Regions from separate parts of the Capra hircus genome. Here region 2 is linked to region 1. A link is a contact called in public Hi-C data. All regions are on one chromosome and are shown on one strand. The core of a region is the stretch at or near the end of the contact, and the rest is flanking DNA. Distances in the headings are between cores, read along the strand shown. Region 1 overlaps BIN3 (bridging integrator 3). Region 2 overlaps PEBP4 (phosphatidylethanolamine-binding protein 4).

What was found. A called contact is a pair of places that touch in the nucleus more often than the background predicts.
Region 2: a Hi-C map of blood shows a contact between it and region 1, with 3 times the contacts expected there. The contact joins two enhancer-like sites. A contact is called at or near these places in 2 of 5 Hi-C or Micro-C datasets (both in blood).

Annotation. Positions count from the first base shown.
Region 1 is chr8:69,568,687-69,575,629 of ARS1.2, forward strand. BIN3 (bridging integrator 3) reads right to left here. Exons shown (of 8, transcript XM_018052318.1): 6 at 5,300-5,441; 7 at 4,974-5,108; 8 at 1,826-2,633. The coding sequence ends at 2,487. CCAR2 (cell cycle and apoptosis regulator protein 2) reads left to right here. Exons shown (of 21, transcript XM_018052313.1): 19 at 1-174; 20 at 289-494; 21 at 720-1,544. The coding sequence ends at 764. Among named protein-coding and RNA genes, the nearest start is that of CCAR2, 17 kb to the left of the region's middle. Within about 2 kb of position 3,710, at least 4 of the 5 cell types and tissues checked have an H3K27ac peak or open chromatin away from gene starts, as enhancers often do.
Region 2 is chr8:69,703,515-69,710,457 of ARS1.2, forward strand. The region is part of intron 4 of PEBP4 (phosphatidylethanolamine-binding protein 4); the gene reads right to left. Among named protein-coding and RNA genes, the nearest start is that of EGR3, 60 kb to the left of the region's middle. Within about 2 kb of position 3,292, at least 1 of the 5 cell types and tissues checked has an H3K27ac peak or open chromatin away from gene starts, as enhancers often do.

The DNA of each region.
Region 1 (6,943 bases), core at 2,460-4,959:
TGCCTCCTCCCGGGAAGAGTGGGAAGCCGGGTACGACCCCGGTGGAGCACAAGGGCCTGGTGTCCCACAACGGCAGCCTCATCAATGTGGGGAACCTGCTGCAGCGTGCAGAGCAGCAGGACAGCGGGCGGCTCTACCTGGAGAACAAGATTCACACACTGGAGCTTAAGCTGGGTGAGTGGCCTGTGGCTTGGGGAGATGAAGCGGGAGGCCCGCACCCCAGACTCCAGGCTGCCCGCCATCCACTCCCCTCTTAGCTGAGCAGTCTCTCCGGCCTGCCCCCACCAGAGGAGAGCCATAACCGTTTCTCAGCCACTGAAGTGACAAATAAGACACTGGCAACGGAAATGCAGGATCTGCGGGCCCGGCTGGCCGAGGCTGAGGAGATGGCCCGGACAGCCGAGCGACAGAAGAACCAGCTTCAGCGGCTGCTTCAGGAGTTCCGAAGGCGCCTGACCACCTTGCAGCTCGACACACAGCGGATGCTTGAAAAGGTGAGCCTCCTGGAGAGCCGGCCGTTGTGTGGTGAGGTGGGTCAGCACAGCCGGCCCAGCTTCACTGGCATTTGCCTTCATCTGCTAGTTTCTTATGGAATCCATCAGTCAGCAGCTTGTGACCGGGGAGCCTCACAGGAGGAAGTGGTTAGTAGTTCTCGGATGGGATCTCGGATCTCAGCCCTTCCTCCTCCGAGCCCGGATTCTCATGTCTGTTTCAAACAGGCCGACAGCTGGGTAGAGAAGGAGGAGCCAGCACCAAGCAACTGAGGGGCCTGGTGCAGGAGCCGCCATCCTATGAGGTCAGCGATGGAGCCTGCTGAAGTTAGAGCCCAGAAAGCAGCCAGAGCAGGACCTGGGAGCTGGAGGCAGGGGTGGCTGACCCGGCGGCAGTCAGCCTCTGTAGAGGCGCTCAGGCCGTCAGGGTGGGGTCTGTCTGTGCCACGTGGGTCGGATGAGTGAGGAAGCCGGTTCCACGCGCAACTAAATCCAACATCTTGTGCACCCCTCGGATGTCATTTTGCCCTCTACTTTGGGATTCCTCCTGGGGCCCTTTCGTCTTGTGCTGACTTTCTCCTGTCCTCTTCCAGTTTAGAATAAGACAGGGCAGGAAAAGGCTTTTCAAGTCTGTCATAAGGTCTGATGCCAATAAACTAAAGAAGCAGATGTGGAATCTGGTTGGGGTTGTAAGAGCCATTATGAATGGCACAAATCCTGCCAGGTTCCAGGAGCAGGTTTTTGGGGAGGGGGCTCCCTGGCCATCGCAGGAATGGTGTCAGTGCTAGTGAGCGTTTGGTGTGGGGCCGTGTCTGCCAGTGAACACTGTTCCAGCTGCCCCAGACGTGCCAGAAGAAACCAGCACCTGCCCCCTGGCTCCCTGTGTTCAGAATGTGGTATTGGCTCTGGCCCAGCCTTTCCCCTTCCCCACAAGTCTTGCCTCTTTCCATTAATCCGTGGTTTCAGTTTGACTTTGTATATAAAGTTGGTTTTCTTTCTTTCTTTTTTTTTTTTGGCTTTTTGTTTTTTAAATAAACCAAAGTCAAAAACAAACCCAGTGTGCTCCACAGCTCTCCCCTTGACTCCTTGTCTAGGTCTGATTCTGCACCCTCCTCCCCACCCTCAACCCAGCCTCTGCTGGTGGAGGTGTCTCCTCCAGAGGATGGTTGGTGGGGGGCAGCTCTGGGGTCCATGGCCTGCTGGTCAGGAGAGGGGATGCTCCGGGTGGTTGGGGTGACCCCACCCTGACCAACCCCCTAACTCAGCAGGGGGCAGCCTAACCCAGAGAGAGACCTGGGGTGGCCCCCTCTTTATAATTACAGCATACTAATATATGGACATTTCATTGAAAATTTTACTTGGAAAAATAAAATTCCAAATAACCAGGTGAGACATACACCCACTATTCTTGCTCTGAGGCCCATGACTTTGTCGGTAACGTTTAGTGTGGTAGGATATTTACACACGTTGAGTCCCAGCTTCTAAGGAAGCTGTAGGACTAGGGGTCTCCCCTGCAGGTGACCAAAGGCTACAAGTGGGCTGAGCCTGAGTGCTGGGAGACACTCCAGGGCAGTGTCGCAGCCTCTCCCAGAAAAGATGAGTCTGAGGTGAAAAGGCAGCGTAGGTGGGGGACTCCCAGGGGAGCCCTTCGGGAGGTAGATGTGGTCCCAACTGTAGCCAGGCAGAGACTTCTAGGGAGCTGACAGTCCAGGCTCTGGCCCGAGGCCAGGAGGCACTTTGGACGGTTCTTGAGGAACAGACAGTCTACACTGCTTACCTGTCTGCCGGTTTCTGCTACAGTGGGGTAGAGACACAGTAGCCTGCTAGGGCTCTTGGTGTCAGGCTTTCCCAGGGGCTGGGGAGGGGGAGCCACTGCTGTCCCCATACTTCTCCCAGGGAGGGGCCCTTTGCTGGCTGATGCCTGAGCTTTTGAGCTTTCGAAAAGGGCAGATGAGGGAGGCTGGCTTGTGTTCCAGAGTCTTCCCCAGGCCAGGCTCAGTCATCGGCCACGATGGAGAGGGCTCGGAGCTCGCTCAGCCTGGCCTCGTTCTCCCGCTCCCGCTGCTCGTCAGGGCAGCCGGGCTGGTCAAGCTGCTGGGTCAAGTCTCCAAAGATCTTGTGCATTTCTGAGTAGTACACGACCTGGGGATGGTAAGAGGAGAGGTCTGCAGGTGCTATGCTCAGGACACGGGGCCCCAAAGCACTGCACCCCTGGGATGGTGGGCAGAGAAGTTGGAGCCTGTGGGCTGGCCCCCTGCTGTTCTGTCACCTCCCCTCCACCACCGCCCTTCCCCTTGGACTGCAGGACAACCACGGCCCTGAGCCCTTCAGGAACGTTTGCTGCCCATTGCCTGGGTGCAGAGGGGAGTGACAGGTCCTTGGTGAGGTGGAGGCTTGAGCTCTCCAGGCAGCTGAGGGGAGAGGGCTGGGGGGAGTGGGTAGACCCTTGGATCCTGGGGGTGGGCCTAGGGAGTCAGGCACTTGAGGGGCTACCTGCTTTATGGAAGCCAGGAGAAGCTCTTGGCCATGGGGGAGAGGTCAAGGCAGCTCCCAGAGCCCTGGGACAGTCTTAGAGGTCAAGGTGAGAGGGGACACACCTTCCCAGCCCTGACCACCATCTCAGCTGCAGACCCAGGAAAGCCAAGCCAGAGACCAGGATTGTTCTGTGTCTCCTGCCCAGACACCAGAGTAGGAAGGCGGCCTGCAGGAAGGACGTGGGGGCAGCAGGCTGAGGAGTGAGGACCATCAGCCGGGGGCCCCTTCTGCCTCAGCCTCCACCTCCCAACCAAGTGAAAGCATGGGCTTTCAAGAAAATGTTCGATACTGCTTGAGCACCCTGAAATTTTACCAGCTCCAGCTCCAAGCTATCTCTGGGGAGGAGGAACTCTCCTTTTCCTGAGGCTTGCAGTGCTACTAGGGGCAAGGCCAGGTCACGTCGCCTTCCACACTCCCAGAGCTGGGTCTCCACTGGCTGAGGGGTAGTTGAATCAAGGTCTCCAAATCCTGTGTCACCCAAGGGGCTGGGGCCTGGGCTGGGGTGGTGAGGATGGATGGCTCCCTCCCCCAGCTCCCTGCCCCGAGCCGCACTGCGCAGGCTGAGTCACTCGGAATGCTCACTTCTGTGACTAATGACAGCAGCAGCCGCGGGAGGGGGAGGCTGGCGCTGACGAGGCAGTAAACAACCCCTCACCACCCTGCTGCCTGGTTACAGGGCACCCAGAGCTCCCTGCCTGGGCACTTGGTTTTCCTCCTGCACACAATGCAGGGTGGAGGGGCCATGCTGGGGGCCTGGGAGCACGGCACAGGAGAGGGAAGGCTAGGGCCTCCTCAAACCATTGCCCTTTGGCCCAGGGAGAAGCCCCTGGAAGCAAGCCTGCATGCACCTCCAAGGGCAGGGCCATCCCCACGCACTCAGCTCTCTGCTTCACTTTCCCTGCACCCCCGGGGTTCTGGTCACTAATGTTAATCCTGCTCAGGGCTCCGGATCCCATGATTCCCATGGGTTCTGGGGTTCTCCCAAGATAGGCTAGGAGAGAGAAACCTGGCTTTTCCTCAGAGTCTGCAACTGTGGACGCTGCAAGAACGAGTGTGTCCACTAGAGGGCGCCAGACACCCAGGCCAGGAGCTGAGGAGCTGAGGTTGGAGGCGGAGGGGGACATGCTGAGCCTTTAGCTTTGTTACCTGGTGGGAAATTGGCAGAATGCTGACTACCTGCTGTCACCTTGTGGAGGGAGTGGGAGGAGGCGGCGGGGTGTCCCACATATAGAAAACATTTTGGTTTTGGCACCTCAACCTTTTCCCGCTAACTGCTTGAAGAATGTGGGGCAGAGGAGGGCAGGAGCGACTCGGTCTTTATACCCTTGAGTGGCAGGAGGCATGGTTCCTAGGGCCACCTCAGTGCACCTCCACCCCAGCCCAGCCCAAGTGAGCCTACCTTTCCACCGAAAGTGGTGCCCCAGAGGGACTGCTGAGCATGGTTCTCTCCAGGGTTTAGGGACCCTGCCCAGGGTTGCTAAAGGGCAAGACACTCCCCGGTCTTCCACCGAAAGGGCTAATCAGGGTCTGTAGGAAAAGGCCTCTGTTCTTGACCTGAGCCCACCAGGCAAGGTACCTGCCCATCAGGGTGAGGCACTGTAGGTGCGGCCTGGTTTCTTCCTGCCCTTGTGGTTGAGCGGGAGTGGGGAGAACTTGAGGGAAGGACTCATGGATAAGGTGGGCCTTGTCCCAAGGCTAGGATTAACCACAAAGCAACAGATAAACCAAAACAGGAATTCTAGCCAACAACCAGAGGTGCCTGGATTCCTCCCCTCAGGCAGTGCTGGGGAGTTGATGGGGAGGGCGGGGGTGGTGGGAGAAAGTGGCTAAGCCCACTTCAAGTGTGTGTGGTGGGGCTGGGCTGGTCCGAAGCCCTCGGCCGCCTCCCCACCAAGGGAAGCAGTGCTGGGCCATCCTCCAGGGCAGGAGGGGTGGCAGCCGCCTCACCTGTGCTCTGATCAGGGACTCAAAGCTGGGCTGGAAGTAGTCCAGTCGGCTGTTGTAGAAGCGCGGCATCTCATCCAGGAGCTGCTTGTTCTTGGCCTCAAAGTCATCCCGCACTGGCCTAAGCTCTTCTCGGGCCTGGGGAGCAACACGCTGGGTGTCACGGCTCACCCAGAACCCTGACTGGGGCAAGATATGTGTGTGGGGGCGGTGGGGTGGGGAGGGTGGAGGTGTCACGACATCTGGTGTCTCGGCCCCTTGGTGAAGGAGGAACTTGCCGTGTGGGACCACACGGCTTTCGGTCCACCCCCGGCACTTCCTCCTGGTACCTGGTGGAGTTTGGCCAGTACCGGTCCCGTCTTCTCCTTCTCCTCGTACTTCTCCACCTTGGCTTGGAGCCTTCTGTAGTCCTGCAAGGCCTGCTCCCGCCGTTTCACTGCCATATTGAGACTTGGGAACACACTGCCGAACCTGGGAAGACAGGCCCGTTCTTAGAGCTGCAGGCTGGCAGTTCATCACTCATTCAGAAACACATACTGAGTGTCTATCAAGGACCAGGCTTCATTCTAGATCTTGGGGATCTTACTACGGATGAGACAGATGTGGCCCTGGCTTCAGTGGGGTACATGCTAAGAATATCACCGTGGGGTAAGGTCGGGGGAAGGAAGACAGGGCAAAGGGCCTCTCCATGGCCCCTAAGGAGACTCAGGGGGTCGTGAATGCAAGATGCCTAGGATGTGGCCACTGCCTTTTAGCCCCCACCTTGTATGACTCCACACATTTCAGAGTATGGAGGAGCTGAAGACTCCTTGGAGTATTTTTTTTTTTTTGACTTGGTACAAAATGATTCAGCTTCTATTAATTAGCATCATGCCTCTGAGAAGAAACAAAAGACAGACGAGCTAGCAGAACCAGGAGAGCTCCCTAGACAATCATGTAGGGACAGGGGTAGACAGGGCTCAGGAAGCCATTTGAGCAAATGGAGACACACCCTTCACGATTGGGCCTGGATCCAAGAGTGCTCCAGGAGCTGGGCCAAGGGCAGCCACTCTGAGGGCTGGTGTCAGAAAAGCCTGGAGATCAAGCTTCTGTCCAACATCTTCCTTTAAAAAAGTACAAGAGCTGAGACCAGAGAGATGACATGAATTGTCTAAGGTCACAGTTAGGTAGTGCGGGCCCAGCAGAGGTTCACTCCAGGGTCCCAGCTCTCCATCTGGCACCTCCCCACCGCCTCACACTGCCATGAGGTGCAACCATGCCTGCTCCCACATCAATCAGCCATTAAAGAAGAATGAAGTGATGCCAGCTGCAGCAAGACTGATGGACCTAGAGATGACGATGCTAAATCAGACGGAGAAAGACAAGTATCATATTGTATTGTTCATACATAGACTCTAAAACACGACATGCATGAACAAAACAAAACAGATTCGTAGACGTAGAAAACAAACTGATAGCTACCAAACGGCAAGAGCTGTCAGTCACTAAGTTGTGTCTGACTCTGCGACCCCGTGGAATGCAGTTTACCAGGTTTCCCTGTCCTTCACTATCTCCCAGATTTTGATCAAACTCATGTCCATTGATGAAGGGGAGGGGTAAATTAGGAGTTTGGGATTAGCCAGACACACACCGCTATATATAAAATGGATGAACAAAGTAGTTGTTGTTTAGTCACTAAGTTGTGTGGGACTCTTTGCAACCCCATGGACTGACTGTAGCCTGCCAGGTTCCTTTGTCCATGGTATTCTCCAGGCAAGAATAATGGAGTGGGTTGCCACTTCCTTCTCCAGGGATCATCTGGACCCAGGGATCAAACCTGCATCTCCTGAATTGGCAGGTGGATTCTTTACCACTGAGCCACCTGGGAAGCCCTTACTGCATAGCATAGGGAACTATATTCAATATCTTGTAATAACCTATAATGGAAAACAATCTGAGGAAAACAATCTGAAAAAGAATGTTTATAAAACACA
Region 2 (6,943 bases), core at 2,042-4,541, 130 kb after region 1:
AGAGACCCCTTATTGAGGTCTACTCTCTCCCTTTCCTAGAGGAACCAGTTCAGGGTCCTGGTATCAAGGGGACCGCTTATAGGCAGCGTGGCTCTGGAACCTAGTTTTCCTGACTTCTAGTGTGAGATGACTTTTACCAAATTAACTCTTTCATTTCCCAGGGACTGAGATGTGCATGGGGTTGGGATTTGGAGAAACTGATCTGGGCAGAGTTTTCTCTTCTTTTAAGATCTAAGTGGATGGTTCCAGGCACATGTCTAGTGTTTACTAATTGCCTGTTGATTGATCTGCATCTCTGGGTACATCCTTTCTCTCCTCTTCTAGGAGAAGGAGGGGGCACACCCTTTGTTGTTGTTTAATCGCTAAGTTGTGCCTGACTCTTTAGACCCCATGGACTGTAGCCTGCCAGGCTCCTCTGTCCATGTGATTTTCCAGGTAAGAATACTGGAGTGGGTTGCCATTTCCTCCTCCAAGGGGTCTTCCCTACTCAGGGATCAAACCTGCATCTCCTGCATTTGCAGGCACATGCTGTAGAAACTGGTTTATACCTTCACTGCCCTCTTCCTCTGGATTCCCACTGCAATCAGGCAGTGAGAGGACGATGCCAGACAACCTTCTCCTCCATCACTGGAGTCACACTTTGCTCTCTCGCAGCTCCCTACAGCGCTAAGACCTGAGCCAAGGAATCAGACTAACCAGTGCAGCCACCCTGACTAACTGTTAGAGAAATAAACAAGATGGTATTGTGCCAAGGGGAGAGGAGTAACATCAAAAGTATCTCAGAGAGGAAGAAAGCCAAAGTTTTATATGAGATGCATGGATAGGGGAAGAGAGGGGGAAAAAAAAAACCCGCCTCGGTAATTAAGTTAATAGGTTTCTTAAAGAATGCCCTTGTGAGTGATGTTCAACACATTCAAGTGTTGACAAGAAGGTATTGAACTTGACGCCCACGCAGCGGGCAGAAGCATGCTCTCGGCTCTGACACACCTTCTTTGTCTGAAACTTGTAGTAAAATTCAGCGCTGGGTTGTGAAATCTGGTCCAGGGAATCCATGCTGCAGGGGCTCCAAGGCTGAGCCTCCTGCTTCTAGATGGGGTTAGGGTGGGTGAGGGTGGCTACCTTAAACGGAGGTCCCTAGATTAGGAGAGCAAACGTTAGGGTCCTCGATTCAGAGGCCTACAGAGGCTGTTATGTTGTAAAATCTGGGGGTCTCTGAGGGCCCGCAAGACTGTTTTCCACCCTTGCAGGTGGTCAGAATGAAGCTCTTTCCCTTCCTTCCCTCATCCTGTTGCCTTGGAGAACTTGGGTCTGATACTCAGGAACCTCTGTGTGGTCTTAGGGCTTCTCTACTGCCATGAACTAGTGGAATAATCTGGGTGAACTGGTGAATATGGTTTGTCCCTTTCTCTTAAGGAAAGAGGCCCCATATCATTGGGCTAGGGGAGAGGAGCCTCGCCTTGGAAGAGGAGGAGAGTAGGAGGAGAGGGAAGGGGAGCGTGTATGTGTGTGTGTGTATTTAAAGAAAACTTTGGGTTGCTCTTGTTTGAAACCACAGGGGCATAAATTAACCATTCCTAAAACAAAGGAGTGTCTCCTTTTGCCAAGCAGCCTGCCTCAAAGGCCCTGGGTGGGGACGGGGCTCCTTGCCTGCTGTGGGCTTATCAGCCTGCCTTCCTGCCCAGCTGTCATTCATCCCTCTTGTCATCAGCCATCTCTCATCCACCTTCTCTTTCTGTTACAAGAGGCTCAAACTTATCAGATGATCCGAGTTTTCAGGCTGGGACCTGAATTTTCAGGGACTCTGCCATGGTTACGGCGGCCAGATTTGTAAAGTGGAAAAACGGTGACATGGATGTCTTTGCGAAAGAGAGGTTCTTTCTTAGATACTTAGCAAAACACTTTGAAAATAAAATAACAGAACTCCACAGTTGTCTGGTCACATCTGAGGCTGTGAGAGTGAGCAGTTTGAAAAACTTGAATGGATGTCCACATTAATGGGTTTCCAGCTGGGCAGGAAGGCTAGCAATGCCCCTCACTTAAAGTCATATACAAAGGCTGGGTGTGTCTGTGATTGTGGTGGGAACAGTGGAGAAAATTGGAATTTCCCCTCATTCAAAAATGGCGGTCAAGAAGAAAACCCCTTCTTGCACCTAGAAAGGTTGGGTTAACCCTTAGCTTTTGTTCTTGGCACCAGCCCTTGTTCTAGGGGCTCATTTCTGCCTGGAGAAACCCGTTCCTACCCAGGTAATCCCATTCAAGAGATACAGGATCCTGGGGTTTGCACACACTTGTAAGACATCTTTTGTTTCTAGGAAAAGGGAACAATTTATCATCTTTCTCCCTCACTCCCAATGCACTGGGACATAGTATTAAAGAAAAGAGTCTGGGTTGAGCAGAAGATATCTGTTAATTTTACAGTCAAATTTCTCATTACTCCAGTACTCTCCTGTCCCCATTCTCTGTCATGGAGACATATGGTATTGCCCAATTTGAGTTTCCTAAGAGCAAACCATGAGGGTTAATCAGATTCCCCACTTGCCTGTGTGATGCAAGAGGCAGGTGGCCAGAGAATAGCCTGGTAGCCTGGTTCAGCACACTGTTAGTGAGTGCCTACCATGGATGGAGTTAGGGCTGGGGCTACAGGGCTGCAGTTCCTGTCCTTAAATAATTTTCAGCTCATGGGAGCTGCAGAGCTGCCTGAACCATCCCTGTCATCCCAGAGAACGTATGTGCCCTGTTCAGCGATCAGGAGGCAACTGATAGCATCCCAGGAACACACAGATTTCCAGAGAAGTCACTTCCTCGAGAGATTTCCCATTTCCTCCCACCTCCCAGCATCAAAACTAGGGTCACTGCATGGACTTCAACAATGAATCAGCACTGTAAAGGGCATCAGGGCAGACTTTTAGCTGGGACATCTTTTCACATCAAACTTGTTTTGAAAATAGTTTCTCCTTCTCTTGGAGACACCTAGCCAGAGAGAAGCAGACTCCTTAGTTTTGACCAAATAATGAAATCAGATCAGTGACACTGTAGTGAGTTTCATGAGGACAGTCGGTTTTGGGAGCACTGGAGAAGCTGGGGGGCTCCCGCAGCTGCCTAGTGCCTTAGGTTGAACCCTGAGGCAGAGCCCCTCAGAGAGGCCACCTTGCCAAAGTCCTTCCCAGGCCACTACTCCTTGTGGAGGAGGGCAGAGGGTGGGAGCCAGGCTCCTGGCCTACTGGCTTTGGTGTGCTGGTGGGTGGGAGGGTGGTGGGGCTCGATACTGGCGTTTGGACCAGACTTCCCCACCCCTGCGTGGGAGGTGTGAGGGGCTGGAGCTGGGAGGCAGGAAGTGAGTGCAGATGGGCTGGCCGGACAGCTGTGCGGGGGACAGAGCACATCTGTCGGGGTAAGTCTGGTGGGGCCCCTCCCCGCAATCTCCACACCGAGTCTACCCGTCCATCAGTAGGGTGTGGGCTTGGTTGGGGTCCCAAATGGGGAAAATGATGGAAAAGGAAAATCTGAAGCCAGAGGCTGGAGCTAGGGGTTAGTGAGGGTCTACATTCTCATGAAAAACAGAATGTCTGAGCTCTGGGGTCAGGGAGGGACGAAGGGCAAAGAGAAACCTGACAGCAGATGGATCAGACGCATTGGCCAGGATGGGCTTTGAGATGGCTCCTGAGTTCCCAGGGTCTGACGGCTCCTCTGCAAAGCTGCCTGACTCCTCACCTTCTGTGTGCTTCCCAAATGTCTTTGTTGTTGTTTAGTCGCTAAGCCATGTCTGACTCTTTGTGACCCCATGGACTGTAGCCCACCAGGCTCCTTTGCCCATGGGATTTCCCAGGCAAGAATACTGGAGTGGGTTGCCATTTATTTCTCCAGGGTATCTTCCCCACCCAGGGATCGAACCCGAGTCTCCTGCATTGGCAGGTGGATTCTTCACCACTGAGCTACCAAGGAAGCCCCTAAATGTCTTGCATTGTAGCGATTAAAGCCCCTCCTTTTTTCTGTCTCATCTACTAGACTGAGGGTATACTAAGCTCAAAGACCCACTCTTCTTCCTTGCTGAATCCTCTCAGAGTAGACACTCTTAGAAGCTTGTTGAATGAGTGCGTGAATGTGTGGCCTACATCAACCCAAGGTTTCCCACTTAATCCTTTAATTGTCTCTAATTGTCTGTAAACATTGCTGGGACAGCTTATTCCAAGTAGACACTCAGAGAGATCTTTGGGAGCTAAAAGCTGGATCAGGTTCTCATCAGGAATTTGCCTGGGGGCTGGAGGGTCGTTTACCCCTTTAGACTCTTTTCTAGGTAGCTGAGCACAGGGGAAAGGCTCGTTGTTCTGGAAACACACTGACGTGGCATCATGGCCACTTGCATGAGCACAGCTGCTCCTCTGTGCAAAGCTGTTTCTTGCCTGCTATGGAGCCAGAGAGGCAGGAATTATGGATTATGTGGATTTCTGCAAGAAGGGGCACCTAATATAATAGCTTCCCTGAATAGCTTCCTCCATTGCCTTTCTCTGTCTGGTTTTCACAGCATAGTGAAAGGAGATGGGGGACTCCCCTGGAGGTCCAGTGGCTAAGACTCCTTGCTCTCAATGCAGGGCCCTGGGTTCCACCCCAGCTCAGGGAACTAGATCTTGCATGCTGAAATGAAGACTGGAGATCTTGCAGGCCGCAACTAAGACTGGCAAAGCCAAAAAAATAAATAAACAAAACTAAATATTTTTTAAAAAGGAGATAGGAGTTTGAGTCCCAGCTCTGCTGTGTGGCCCCAGGTAAGTCATCTCTCTTCTCTGGGCCTCTGTGTTCTCATCTGTACAATGAGAAGGCTAGACTAGGCTATCTCTGAGATCTCTGCCAGTTCTTAATTGTCACAAATCTGGTAGGGCGATGAGCAGGGAACGTGGTCCTTGGTGTTATCACAGTCCTGTAGAGTCTGAGTTGGGGACTTTCCCTTCACTTATGTGTCTCTGGTGGCTCAGACAGTAAAGAATTTGCCTGCAATGTGGGAGATCTGGGTTTGATTCCTGGGTCAGAAAGATGCCCTGGAGAAGGGAATGGTTACCCACTCCAGTATTCTTGCCTGGAGAATCCCATGGACAGAGGAGCCTGGTGGACTACAGTCCATGGGGTCGCAAAGAGTTGGACACAACTGAGGGACTAAGCACAGCACAGCACAGCACTAGCAACTCACACTTTCACTTTCACACTTGGGAAGGGGAAGAAGGGTCCAAGAGGCCCTGCCCCACTCACAGACTCCTGCATTCACCCACTAGCTGCAATGATGACTCTTCCTGGATGAGTTAGTCAAGTCCTGCTTGGAGTCAGAGGCCTGTGTGAATGATTCTGAAACGTTTCCCAAACTTCTGCTCCTGTTTTCTATTATCCTGCGCGTGTAAGAGACGTGCCAATGGGGAAGAAGGAAGGATTAAAGTCCCACGGGCTTGGGGCCAAAATGGGACACATGTACTCTTCTCTAACATTATTTTTGTCATCATTGTCCTCATCCTCATTGTCCATTATTAATACTGTTGAACATTCTTCATTCAGCCATGAGCAAGCAGTGGGTGAGTTAATCAACCAGAAACTCCGGCCGCTAGAAGCCTGCAGTGTCCCAGGCATTTCTCAGGAAAGGTTGGTTTCTCCTGCCTGTATGCAGGGATTAAACCAGATCCTCAGGGACTTCCCTGGCGTTCCAGTGGTTAAGAATCCACTTTCTAACGCACGGGACGCGGTCTCGATTCCTGGTCAGGGAACTAAGATCCCACATGCCACAGGGCCACTAAGCTCTCATGCACCACAACTACTGAGCCCTTTGCGCTCTAGAGCCTGTGCTCTGAGACTAGAGAAGCCCCAAGTGCCATAAGGAAGACCCGGCGCAGCCAAATTAGTCAATCAAAAATAAATTAAAAAAATTAATTTGACCCTCAGCAGGAAATGGGGCCCACAGCTTTGAGTTCCTTTACCTGAAAGTGCTCTCTCTCTGGAGGAAAGGTGCTATAATTCCAAGCTACTTCTGCTACCGCGTGTCTGTGTCTTATTCACATTTGTCGCTCCTACAATGCCTTGAACAGGGCACGACCAAAGGTGTTACTAAATGTTGATGGAAATAATTACTATAAAGATATCTTCTAACAAATTAAGCAAGGGAAGTGGGCCCAGGGGCGCTCCAAGTGCTTCTGAGCTGCCGTGAGCTGAGAGACAGTTGACCTCCTCAGCGGGGGCATCCTTCCTGCTGGAGCTCAGTGCGGAGAGCAGTAGGTTGCAAGGCTAGCGTGGGCTGTGGGGGAGGCAGGGTGGCCAAGATTCAGACAGGCGGTGAACAGCTGGCGCCTCCTTCTGGCCCTGGAGGGCCGAAGCAGGCAGGGGGAGGGCCCCTGCAGGAACCTCAGCTCCACTGCTCCCCGAATGTCACCCCCTTCCTGCCCCAGCCCCTCCACCCTGAGAGAGAGCCCAGCTCTGGAGAGCCAGTGGAGAGCAAGGGAGGCTGTTATGTAACCGATTTAACTCCTTGTCAAAACTGGTGACTAATCCAGACGGCCGATTGGCTCGACAGCTTTGGTGTGAGCTGCAGGAGGCCTCAGTCAGTTTGGGGCTGGTTCTCACACCCTCTGCTGGAAGGATCTCTTAGCTCCCTCACAGGGCCAACTTCAACCACGACTTCATCATTGCTCCTGCCCACCTGAGACCTCTTCTGTAGGCATCTAATCCCCCACCTCTGTGTCCCTTCCTGCCCTACAAAAAGAGGCCCAGGAAGACAGTTCATTTTCATCTGCCCCTGTGGGTGCATGCATGCTAAGTCACTTCGGTCTTGTCTGACTCTTTTGAGACTCTATGGACTGCAGCCTGCCAGGCTTCTCTGTCCATGTAATTTTCCAGGCAAGAATACTGGAGTGGGTTGCCATGCCCTCCACCAGGGAATCTTCCCAACCCAGAGATTGAACTCACGTCTCTT